Linked DNA regions of Rattus norvegicus: all the other regions are linked to region 2. The links are chromatin contacts, called in public Hi-C and HiChIP or PLAC-seq maps. All regions are on one chromosome and are shown on one strand. Each heading gives the region's core, a stretch centred on a gene start, on an enhancer-like site or on the middle of the called end of the contact. The rest is flanking DNA. Distances are from core to core; before and after follow the strand shown. Region 1 holds the start of Lrch4 (leucine rich repeats and calponin homology domain containing 4). Region 2 holds the start of Spacdr (sperm acrosome developmental regulator). Region 3 holds the start of Gnb2 (G protein subunit beta 2).

Region 1 (3,468 bases), core at 907-3,406, 130 kb before region 2:
CTTTTTGTGTGTGCCTGTCGGGGAGCATGCCTGTGGTGGCCAGAAGAGCGCACTGGATGGCCTGAACAGGAGACAGGCTGCCGTGAGCCACTCTGTCAGGTGCTGTGGACAGAAGTAGATCCATACACATTCTTAACCAAACTCTCTCCAGCCCCCAATCTTTAATAGTTTAATAAGCGTTTAGGCACGTCAGCATAGCAGGTAAGACTTGAGACAAGAGGACAACTTTGGTTACTGGTGGCAACACAGGAAGCAGACTTGGGGTCTTCTGTCACGACAGAAGATTTTAAGGTCTCTAAGCGAGTCCTGCATGAGGGTGCACACCTGTAACCCCAACACTTGAGAGGTGATGACAGTCAGGAGTTCATGTTCGCTCCTAGCTACATCACTAGTTAGAGGCCAGCTAGGGCTACAGATCTTGTCTCAGAAAGCCAGTCTCTCTCTTTCCTTTAGGTCACCACACCACCCACATTGAGAAAAAAAAAAAGACTGAAATTACGGGGCCATGTTAGCCACAGCTATAGCCCCATTGGTAAGCAGTGGAGGTGCCCTAGGGGAAGAGAGATGCTTAGTGGCATGCTTTACCACAGGATTAACCTTGGAGGAGCCAAGGCGATTAAGGGTGCTGGAGAGCATGTTTCCTAGTGACTCGAAGCCACACAGAAGGTTCATTAAAGTTAACATTCTTTTTAAAGTAAATAAATCTTTTTTAAAAAAGTATTCTTTTACTGGGGTTGGGGATTTAGCTCAGCGGTAGAGCGCTTGCCTAGGAAGCGCAAGGCCCTGGGTTCGGTCCCCAGCTCCGAAAAAAAGAACCAAAAAAAAAAAAAAGTATTCTTTTACTAATATCTCTCACATCTGGGACTTTCTTGTACTTTTTTAAAAAAAATATTTATGTAGCTATGTAGTTCAGGCTTGCCTAGAATTGACCTCGAAGTCCTGATCCTTCTGCCTCCTCTTTTTAAGAACTGTCACGACAGGCTCATGCCACCACATCCGGCTTTAAATAAGAGGTTTCCAATAGACAAAGTCTGTTCTGAAAGTTGGGGGAAAAGTTCTACGTGGAAACCTGAGATTTATCCAGCCTCCCTTTCATCATTTATAAAAAACGAAGGTCTTAGCTGGGCGGTGATGATGCACGCCTTTAGTCCTAGCATTCGGGAAGGAGAGGCAGGCGGAGAACACTGGGTTCGAGGCCAGCCTGGTTTACAGAGGCCTGGGCTACACAGAAAAATCCTGTCTCGGAAAACCAACCAACCAACCAACAAACAAAAACCCCCAAAGATCTTGTTCTAGAGGCCATGAGATCCTTCCTAGTCTCTAAAACTTGGCCGACTGTCACAAGTCTTCTCCAGGGGAACTTGGGTGAAGATGGCAGGTCTGACGACTTTCTCACTGGTCAACCCAGGCGTTCCCGTAGGAACTCAAGACTGCGCAGGCGGAAATGGTCCCTTCTGTTGAGACAACAGCCTGAGTGCTCACTGGGGCATCCCTCGCCCTTTCTCACTTCCCGGACGCTGGTTTGCTCCTTCAGCTAGCACCCAGTTCTAACCCTGCACTGTCAGCCCGCCCAGCGCGCTGCGTTTACTGTCTTTACCTGGGTCTCAAAAATTCTAGCTCACCCTCCTTCTGTCTAGCAAAAGGGGCATCTCCTAGTCCATGCTATTGGTAGGCAGAACTTTCCCTCAGAGAAGAGGCCGGGACAGGTTCCTTTCCAAGGTTCTAATTGGTTTTCTTCACAGTCACTCGCCTGTATCTACATTGCAATTGGTCTTGGTTGAAAGAGGGACTGACCCGCAGGTTTGTGGTCTCTGGGTCTCAAATGCCCTAAAGTTGAGAGCTGTAGTCCCCGCCTCCTGGGTGGGTCTCATTGGCTCCATCTCTAGACTCAAGAGTTGTGATTGGATGTCACTGCGCGGGGCGGGCCGACCAGGAACCGCGGCCGTTGGCGGGGTGCTCCGCTTTTACCCCCTCCCGTACCTCAGTGTAGTCTAGAATTGAGAGGCTCCACCCCTTTACCGTTTTCTGATTGGACACGTCTAACGCATCTGTGGTTCGTGATTGGTCCGAGGGGTTCCTGACCCTCGCTTCCTCCCTCCAGTGGCGACTACGGCGGCTCCGAGGAGGGGGAAGGGCGAGAAGGGCCGGCCGGTGCCGTCAGTCAGGCAAGGGGAGCCGCCGGGAGCGGATGGCGGCGGCGGTAGCGGGCCCACTCGCCGCCGGGGGTGAGGAAGCTGCAGCTTCAGTCTCCGTGCCAGGGTCTCCTGGTCTGCCCGGGAGCCGTAGCGCAGAACGAGCCCTAGAGGAAGCTGTGGCCACCGGGACCCTGAACTTGTCCAACCGGCGTTTGAAGCACTTCCCCCGGGGCGCGGCCCGCAGTTACGACCTGTCAGACATCACCCAGGCTGGTGAGTTGCGCTAGTGCCCAGAGAGCAGGGGACCCACAGTGGACCGCGACCCTCATTTGCATAGCCCCGCCTCGCGTTCGAATCAGACCCACCCCTTCACCTGGCAGTCTTGAATGCTCGCCCCTTGGGATTGGCATTGAGCCCGCGACCTCCCCTCCCCTCTGTAAGAACCGCTGGACAATGAGTTCTCTTCAAGAGTGCACAGAACACTTTTGGCAGAGCTCTGTGAAACTCTTCCTTTATTTGCATATTGCGCACCTGTAGCATGGTCCCGCCCCTCACCTTGTTGGCTTCTTCAACCTTAGATCTAATCAGCTCTTAAAGCAAGCCTCGGTGTATAATATCATTAATTGCTGCATTCTTTCGCCCTTTTAGTCGTTTCCAACTCCGTCCTCACCCGTCCGCTTCGACCCCAATAAGCCCCGGTTATCCCTTCCCTAAGGGTCGCCCCTAACAACCCGAAGTTTCTGCTTGCTTTCCCGCAGTCTCCCCAAGTTCCAGCCCCTCTCTTCTGTCCACCCCAGCCTGTCTTTGTGAAAGAAGTGAATCTCCCGCCCTTAACTTTTTATCTATTATCCCGGACCCCTTTATCCTGGCTCTATGAGGTCACTATGGAGTTTGTGACCTCATAGGAACCCTACAAGTTTTTCTTTTCCCTTAGGGGAGGTACTTGAGGCAGCTTGCTGAAAGGAAAGACATTGTATCTCTTAGCTAAGAGTGCTGGCCTCCTGGAGACTCTCCTTCCAGTCCCTGCCCTCAGGATCCCACTAATCATGTCCCCTCCACCCTGGTGTGTGTGTGTTCGAGATCCCTCTACTCATGTACACTCTACCCTTGGGTCTGTTATGGCTAGGCACTGGGGACTGTACTATGACAGGTGAGTCAGGCCTCAGCTGCTGAGGCAGCCTATGGACTTGGGCTGGCAGCTGAGGGCGGGGAATCACAACAGAGGGCTGCATTCCCGGAGCCCCACCCCAGTCTGGGCTGACTCCTCTCCTCTGCTGGTCCAGGATCAAAGAGCACCATTGCTAGGCAGGTGCCTGCTTACCTCACTCACACA
Region 2 (3,283 bases), core at 359-2,858:
CTTGAAGGCCTGGTCCTCCTATGTGCTGGGACTACAGGTGTCCATCTGCGTGCTGGCCCCTGTTCTTTGTTGCGTGAGTGTTCACTGTGTGTCATTGCCCACATGTGGAGACCAGAGGTGTCAGCCTTCATCTTTGACCTTCTTTGAGACAAGGCCTGTCCTTGCTGTGGATGCCCGGCTAGCTGTCCTTAACTTAGCCTCTCATTTCCTTTTAGAAGCAAGCGCTGGAATTGTAAGCATTTGTTACTGTGTCTGTAGGGTCTGACTCCCAACTGAGGCTTGTACAGTCAGCACATCTTACCCACTGCCTCATCAGTCTTTAGCTGTCTAGCTAGATGGTCTCATCTCACCCACAATGGCCTTCAACTGACTTTGATTTGTATCTGTGTACAGGTGTGTGTGTGAGTGTATGTACTCATGTACAGAGAGACCAGAAACTATTTGGTGTCTTCTTCGATCGCTTTCCACAGGTTTTGTTTTCTTTTTTAAGACACCGTTTTGGGGTTGGGGATTTAGCTCAGTGGTAGAGCGCTTGCCTAGCAAGTGCAAGGTCCTGGGTTCGGTCCTCAGCTCCAAAGGTGGGGGGGGGGGGAGAAGACACGGTTTCTCTGTGTAGCCCTGGCTGTCCAGGAACTCTCTCTGTAGATCAGGCTGGTCTTGAACTCTTTTTTTTTTCTTTTTTCTTTTTTTCGGAGCTGGGGACCGAACCCAGGGCCTTGTGCTTGCTAGGCAAGCGCTCTACCACTGAGCTAAATCCCCAACCCCTGGTCTTGAACTCTTGATCCGTCTGCCTCTGAGAGCCTCGAGGCAGCCTCTGAGACAGGCTCTCAGTAGACCTGGTGTTAAGGGATTAAGCTAGACTGACTGGCCAGCAAGCCCCAGGGATCCCTTTGTCTCTGCTTCCCCACTAGAATTGCAGACATGTACCCTTGGAAGGTTGGGGGCAGGGTACTGAGGACCCAAATGCAAGTCCTCATGCTTGGGTAGTCAGTTCCTTACTGAAGGGGCCATCTTCCCTAACCCACCGAGGCTAGCTTTTAACTTCTGATCCTCCTGCCTCATTGCCCAAGTGCTAGGATTCTGGGCATATGTCTGGTTCAAACCCAGTTTATTTTATTTTTATTTTATGTGTATGGGTGTTTTGCCTGCATGCATGTCTGTACCATGTATCTGGCTGCATAGTATCCATGGAGACCAGAAGAGGGAGCTGGATCCCCTAGAACAGGAGTTATAGACGGTTGTAAACTACCATGCAGGTGCTGGGCCTCTGGAAAAGCAGCAAGTGCCCTTAATGGCTGGGCCATCTCTCCAACCCCTTCAAATCCAGTTTTTACGGATCTTGTATTCATTCTCCAAACACTTACCTTGAAGTACCGTTGTAAAAGTCACCTAGCAAGATCCCCAGAGAATGCCTAAAATGTATCCCAGCTCTTGATCAATGTGAATTTCAGTATCCTGGTTCTTGGGCCAGAAGGGACAAGGCTGTCAATGATTGGCTCTGAGGGTCTAGGAAGGTCCTTGGGGGGTTGGGGCCAGACAGCTCTCACAATGATCTAGAACACTCCCTCACTCTAAGTTCTCATCCACTTGACTCCTCTCCCTGTCCCAGGGAGGGGAGGAAGGGCCTGTCATGAGTCATTGGGGGGCACGCCCCTTTTGGATTTCTTATTTCTTCCTTCGATACCGTGCTTGAAACTCCTCAGTACCCGCAAGTCCTCTCTGGTGGTGGCCATTGGCCCATAGCCTTTCCCACCTACACCTCAAATGCTCACTTTGTACTATACTTTGGACTTGTGTCAAGAGAGATAGCTGTGTGGTCATGAGGTTCTTGAGATGGATTAGGCAAATTTGGCGAAAGGTCCCCAATTGGGTGAGTTTTACGGACACAACATGCCCATGAGTTGGGAGTTCTGGTTCTTTTCATGTGGGCTGTAGTGACCCTTAACCACTTTGTTCCTCTTTTTATTTTTTTATTTTTTGGCCCCTTGTAGCTCAACAAGATAGGACAGGAGGGGAGGCTTTAAGATGAGTAGGGAGGGACTTGAGAAGGGTGACAGGAAGGTCACATCATTGTCTTTACTGCAGGGTCTCCTCTCTCTCCCCTGAGTTTTGTTTCTATTCCTATTATGAATAGAGGAATGTGCATGTCACAACACAGACAGCTTTTGGGAATTGATTTTCTCCTTTCATCACCAGAGCCAAGGACCTACCTCAGATTGTCAGGCCAACCTGGCAGGAGCAGTCACCACTGAGCCACCCAGCCCACCCCGTGTCTTATTTCTTAGGTCCTGTTCTGGAAACACCTAGCCAAGCCAGGCCTGTCTGATCAGCGTGAGAAGCATCTGTTGAAGGGACCGGAGAAGACTTCCAAGGACTTTGACACTGTAAAGTTGGCCAACGCCCAAAAAGAGGACATGGTCTCAGACCTGGATGTGTGCCCAGGGGTGCTGCGCTCAGTCAAGGAAAGATCTCCTTTGCATGATCGAGAGAGCCGTTCCAGTCGTGACAGCCGTTCCCTGATGACCGTAGTCAATTCAGTTTCTACGTTCATGTTCTCGGTGCTGCAGTCCGGCTGGCGATTGTGTAGGTGGAAGGTACGTACCGTTTGATTGCTGACCCTGAGACTCATTCCTCCTCTGTCCCTGCTCCATCGCCGGTTTTTTGTTTTGTTTTTGAGACAGGGTCTTGTGTAGAATTGCCTGGAACTTGCTGTGTAGCTGAGGATAACTGCAATCGATTCCTACCTAAATTTACTTCTGATTCTTTTTTTAAAAAGGCTATTTAAAAGCTGGGCAGTTAGTAGCACACACCTTGATCCCAGAATCAGGAGGCAGAGGCAGGTGGATCTCTTGAGTTTGAGGCGGGCCTCGTCAATGGTTTCAGGACAGCCAAGGCTACAAGGAGAAACCTTATCTCAGGAAAAAAAAAAGTTATTATGTATATATGTGTTTCTGCTTGTCTATATGTACACCACATATGTGCAGTTGTCCAAAGGAGGCCATAAAGATTGTCAGAAACCCTGGAACGTGGAGTTTCAGGTGGGCGTTGGCCACCTGATTGCAGGTCCTGGGTCCTCTGCAAGAATAGCAGTGTTTTTACCTGCTAAGCCATCTCTCCCGCCCCAAGGTCTTTATTCTGTTTATTTATTTTAGTTCTTTTGGGGGGGGTTGTTTGTTTATTTTTTGTTTTGTTTGTTTTCTTTTTTCTATTTTTCAGAGCTGGGGGTACCGAACCCAGGGCTTTGCGTTTGCTAGGCAAGTGCTCTACCACTGAGCTAAATCCC
Region 3 (3,027 bases), core at 452-2,951, 220 kb before region 2:
AAAGCCGATTGAGCACTAATAGGTTCGGGACGGCTCAACCCGGGATAATCCCCATTCCGGGCCGGCTGCACCCCATTAGCCTCTGGTCAGTGCGGGAGTAGCGGGGAAGGCAAACCCCCAAGCCGCCAGCTCCCTTCAGCAGCGAGGTCGCCCGCCCCGCCGCGCCCGCACAAAGCCCGTGGGAGCCTCTCAGAAGTAATTAGGGCTCCGAAGAGAGGCCCCTGGTCCCGGGGCGCGTAGCTGCTCTCTCCCAGGCGCCGGCGAGCAGCCCCAGGCGGCTCGGCCCGATGCCCCTAGGCACCCCTAGAGCCCAGCTCTGCGCCCAAGAGCCCCCGAGGCCTAGCTGGCACCACTCCAGCCTCCGACGTCCTGCCTTCCCGGGACACCTGTGCGATCTGGACGTGATTATTGCACTCTGGCGACCCAGACGTCCCCCACCCAGCTCCCACTTCCCCCAGCCACTGGGCGTTCCTCTTCCCCGAAGATGTTTCCCCTCCATAAGTTCAGCTTTCTGCGCCAGTGCCAGAGGATGCCCCTCCAAAATGAAGTGGGAGGGGGGGCAACGACACAGCTAGTACCCCACTCCAGCTGTGGACAAAAGCCCCTTTCTTCCAGCTGCCAGCAGCCCAGGTCTGGCCCCAATGACACAAGCAGAAGGAAAACAGGCCAGGAAGAAGACACTGGGTCGGGGACCACGCTCCCAGCCCTTGATCCCCATTACCCTCCAAGGTTCCCTCAGCAGCTCCTCGATTCTAGGGATAAAGCAACCATACCCCACAAACAAACAAAAAAGGTGCCACCGCCTCCGCAGGTGTGAGAGGAGACAAGAGAGGGTCCTCAGATCTAGCAGCTGGACGGCGCAGGCTGGTGCCGTGCTGCGAAGTGCAGTGGGCCAGGCCCTCCAGTTCGTAGGACCTCCATTTTGCCCAAAAGAAAGCTGGGTGAAGGGGACAGGCGACTAGGTGCCAGACCTGGGGTAGGGATTTATAAAAAGAATAAGGAGCTGAGATCTCCAGTTTAGGGTTCGGGACTGAGAAAACACTGCCAGAGCCTAAATCAAGGGACAGTAGGGTGGAGACGAAGACAAGGGTGGCCTTGAGGCCTTGGCCGTATCTCCTGGGATTCTGGAGTTCTGCAAGGCTAATGCAAGCAAGGGTGTGAAACGAGTGGGCACGAGGCTTGTAACCCAAGGGCAGGCAGCAGGGTGGTGGTGGGGGAAAGGGGGCGGGACAGGACCTAGAAGAAACCCGGAATTTAGCCCCCCAACTATTAAGGGAGTAAGAGGCAGGCGGGGCTGGGATGGGGGTCTAAATTAGAAAAAAATTGCCACTGATACTGCAGGGAGCGCATGCATTATTGAAGCCGAGGGTCCCCCCCAGTTCCCCTTCCGGGTTTGGAAACGACCGGGCCAGAGGAAGGGAGGGGAGGTCTGGGGAGTTACGTCCGTTTCCCAAGAGCCAAACCCGGGAGACGGAAGGAACCGAGGCTTCCCCCTGCCACACACACACCCGTGAGGATTTGGGGCTGGGGGAGATGAGGACTCCTTTTGTCAGCGGAGGTACCTGAGGTGGTGGGACTCTGCCAAGGGGTCGCTTGGAGGAGCGCGGGAGGTCCTGTCTTCCTCCGCGGCGGAGGCGGCAGCGGCGGCGACGCGGATGGATTTCCTCAGTCACCCCAACTCAACCGTCCAGCGCTGCTCTCCCCAGAGCGGAGGGATCCCGCCCGCCAGTGACGCGGCCGTCGCCGCCGCGCCCAGGGCCAGGCTGGACGAGACCAACTACCCAAGTTGTGGGGGGAAGCCTAGAGGCGAAAATACCACTCCAGAGGCAAAAACTGACTCAGTCACAGTAAAAGTACAATTTTACCTTTTTCTAACTCATCAAAGATCACAATACATGGTTTACTTCCTGAAAAGGAGCAAGACATCCTCCCTAGGGACAGCAGAAGTGGTATAGGCATAAGGGAGGGTGAAAAAAAAAACTCCCGGTCACGTGATCGACCTCCTTCAACCCCCCGGATTGGGCGGCTCCAGACTGGAGGCAAGAAGGCCCAATTCTCGGCTTGTACACGCCCCCTCTGGTGAGGCCACGCCCTTCCCCGGAGGCGGAGCTTGAGAAGTCTTAAACCAGTGCAGGACAGCGCGGCAGGAAAAGACAGGGAGTAGTTTGGTGACCACTAGAGTCCCATAAAATGCAACTCAGAGGGAATTACACCCAGACGATTCTTCAAGCGCAGCACTGTGAGGGTTTTAGGCTCCCTAGACTACGCCTCATACCACTGCAATAAGAGTTCCTAGTTATTGATTTGCATACTTAAAGGGTTTTTGGTTTGTGATAGAGTATCATGAGCCCAGGATAACCCTAAACTGATAATCTTCCTGCTTGCACCTACCGAGTGCTGGAATTACAGGTACACACCCCTGTGCCTGATATATGCAGGGTGGAACTAGGGCTTCATGTATGTTAGGCAAACACTCTACCAACCGAACCACATCTCCCGCCAAAATTTTTGTTTATTAATCTTCATGATACTGACTATAGACTCAGGCTGAAGAGTTGAGATACGATCTCAACTTTAATAACTTCAACCGTTGAAGGAAACTACACTGTGGAGCACCCCACCAAGGGGGTACCTGGATTTCCATGTCTCAAAAAGTGTGTTGGGAGAGGGGGTTGGACAGATGGCTAAGGCAACAGAGTGCTTACCATGCAAAAAGAAAGACCTGAGTCTGATCCCAGAAAACCAAGTGAAAGAAAAGAAATCCAGGCACAGTGGTCTCGCCTATGCCCCCAATGTGTGCAAGGGTGGAAAGGTCCCTGAAAGGTTGCTGGTCAGCCTGTCTGACTCAGTTAGGGAGTTCAGGTGAGAGGTCTTGTCTCAAATATTAAAGCAGGAGCAGCTGATTCAGCAGTTAAGAGAGGACCAGGGTGGGCTGGAGAGATGGCTCAGCGGTTAAGAGCACTGACTGCTCTTCCAGAGGTCCTGAGTTCAAATCCCAGCAACCACATGGTGGCTCACGACCATCTG

What was found. Hi-C and Micro-C count contacts between places; a contact is called where the count stands out from the background. HiChIP or PLAC-seq counts read pairs in DNA pulled down with a chosen protein or histone mark.
Region 1: a contact with region 2 is called in an H3K27ac HiChIP or PLAC-seq map of oligodendrocytes, with 4 times the contacts expected there. The contact joins the promoter of Lrch4 here to the promoter of Spacdr in region 2. A contact is called at or near these places in 1 of 12 Hi-C or Micro-C datasets (kidney) and 1 of 1 datasets of contacts at active chromatin or transcription factors (oligodendrocytes).
Region 3: a Hi-C map of the A7r5 cell line shows a contact between it and region 2, with 2.8 times the contacts expected there. The contact joins the promoter of Gnb2 here to the promoter of Spacdr in region 2. A contact is called at or near these places in 1 of 12 Hi-C or Micro-C datasets (the A7r5 cell line) and 1 of 1 datasets of contacts at active chromatin or transcription factors (oligodendrocytes).

What each region holds. Positions count from the first base shown.
Region 1 is chr12:24,704,047-24,707,514 of GRCr8, reverse strand. It overlaps Lrch4 (leucine rich repeats and calponin homology domain containing 4), which reads left to right and starts at 2,156. Exons shown (of 18, transcript NM_001127551.1): 1 at 2,156-2,408. The coding sequence starts at 2,189.
Region 2 is chr12:24,571,911-24,575,193 of GRCr8, reverse strand. It overlaps Spacdr (sperm acrosome developmental regulator), which reads left to right and starts at 1,608. Exons shown (of 3, transcript NM_001271236.1): 1 at 1,608-1,870; 2 at 2,286-2,594. The coding sequence starts at 1,820. It overlaps LOC134481171 (a long non-coding RNA gene), which reads right to left and starts at 600. Exons shown (of 2, transcript XR_010056498.1): 1 at 1-600.
Region 3 is chr12:24,794,453-24,797,479 of GRCr8, reverse strand. It overlaps Gnb2 (G protein subunit beta 2), which reads right to left and starts at 1,701. Exons shown (of 9, transcript NM_031037.2): 1 at 1,563-1,701.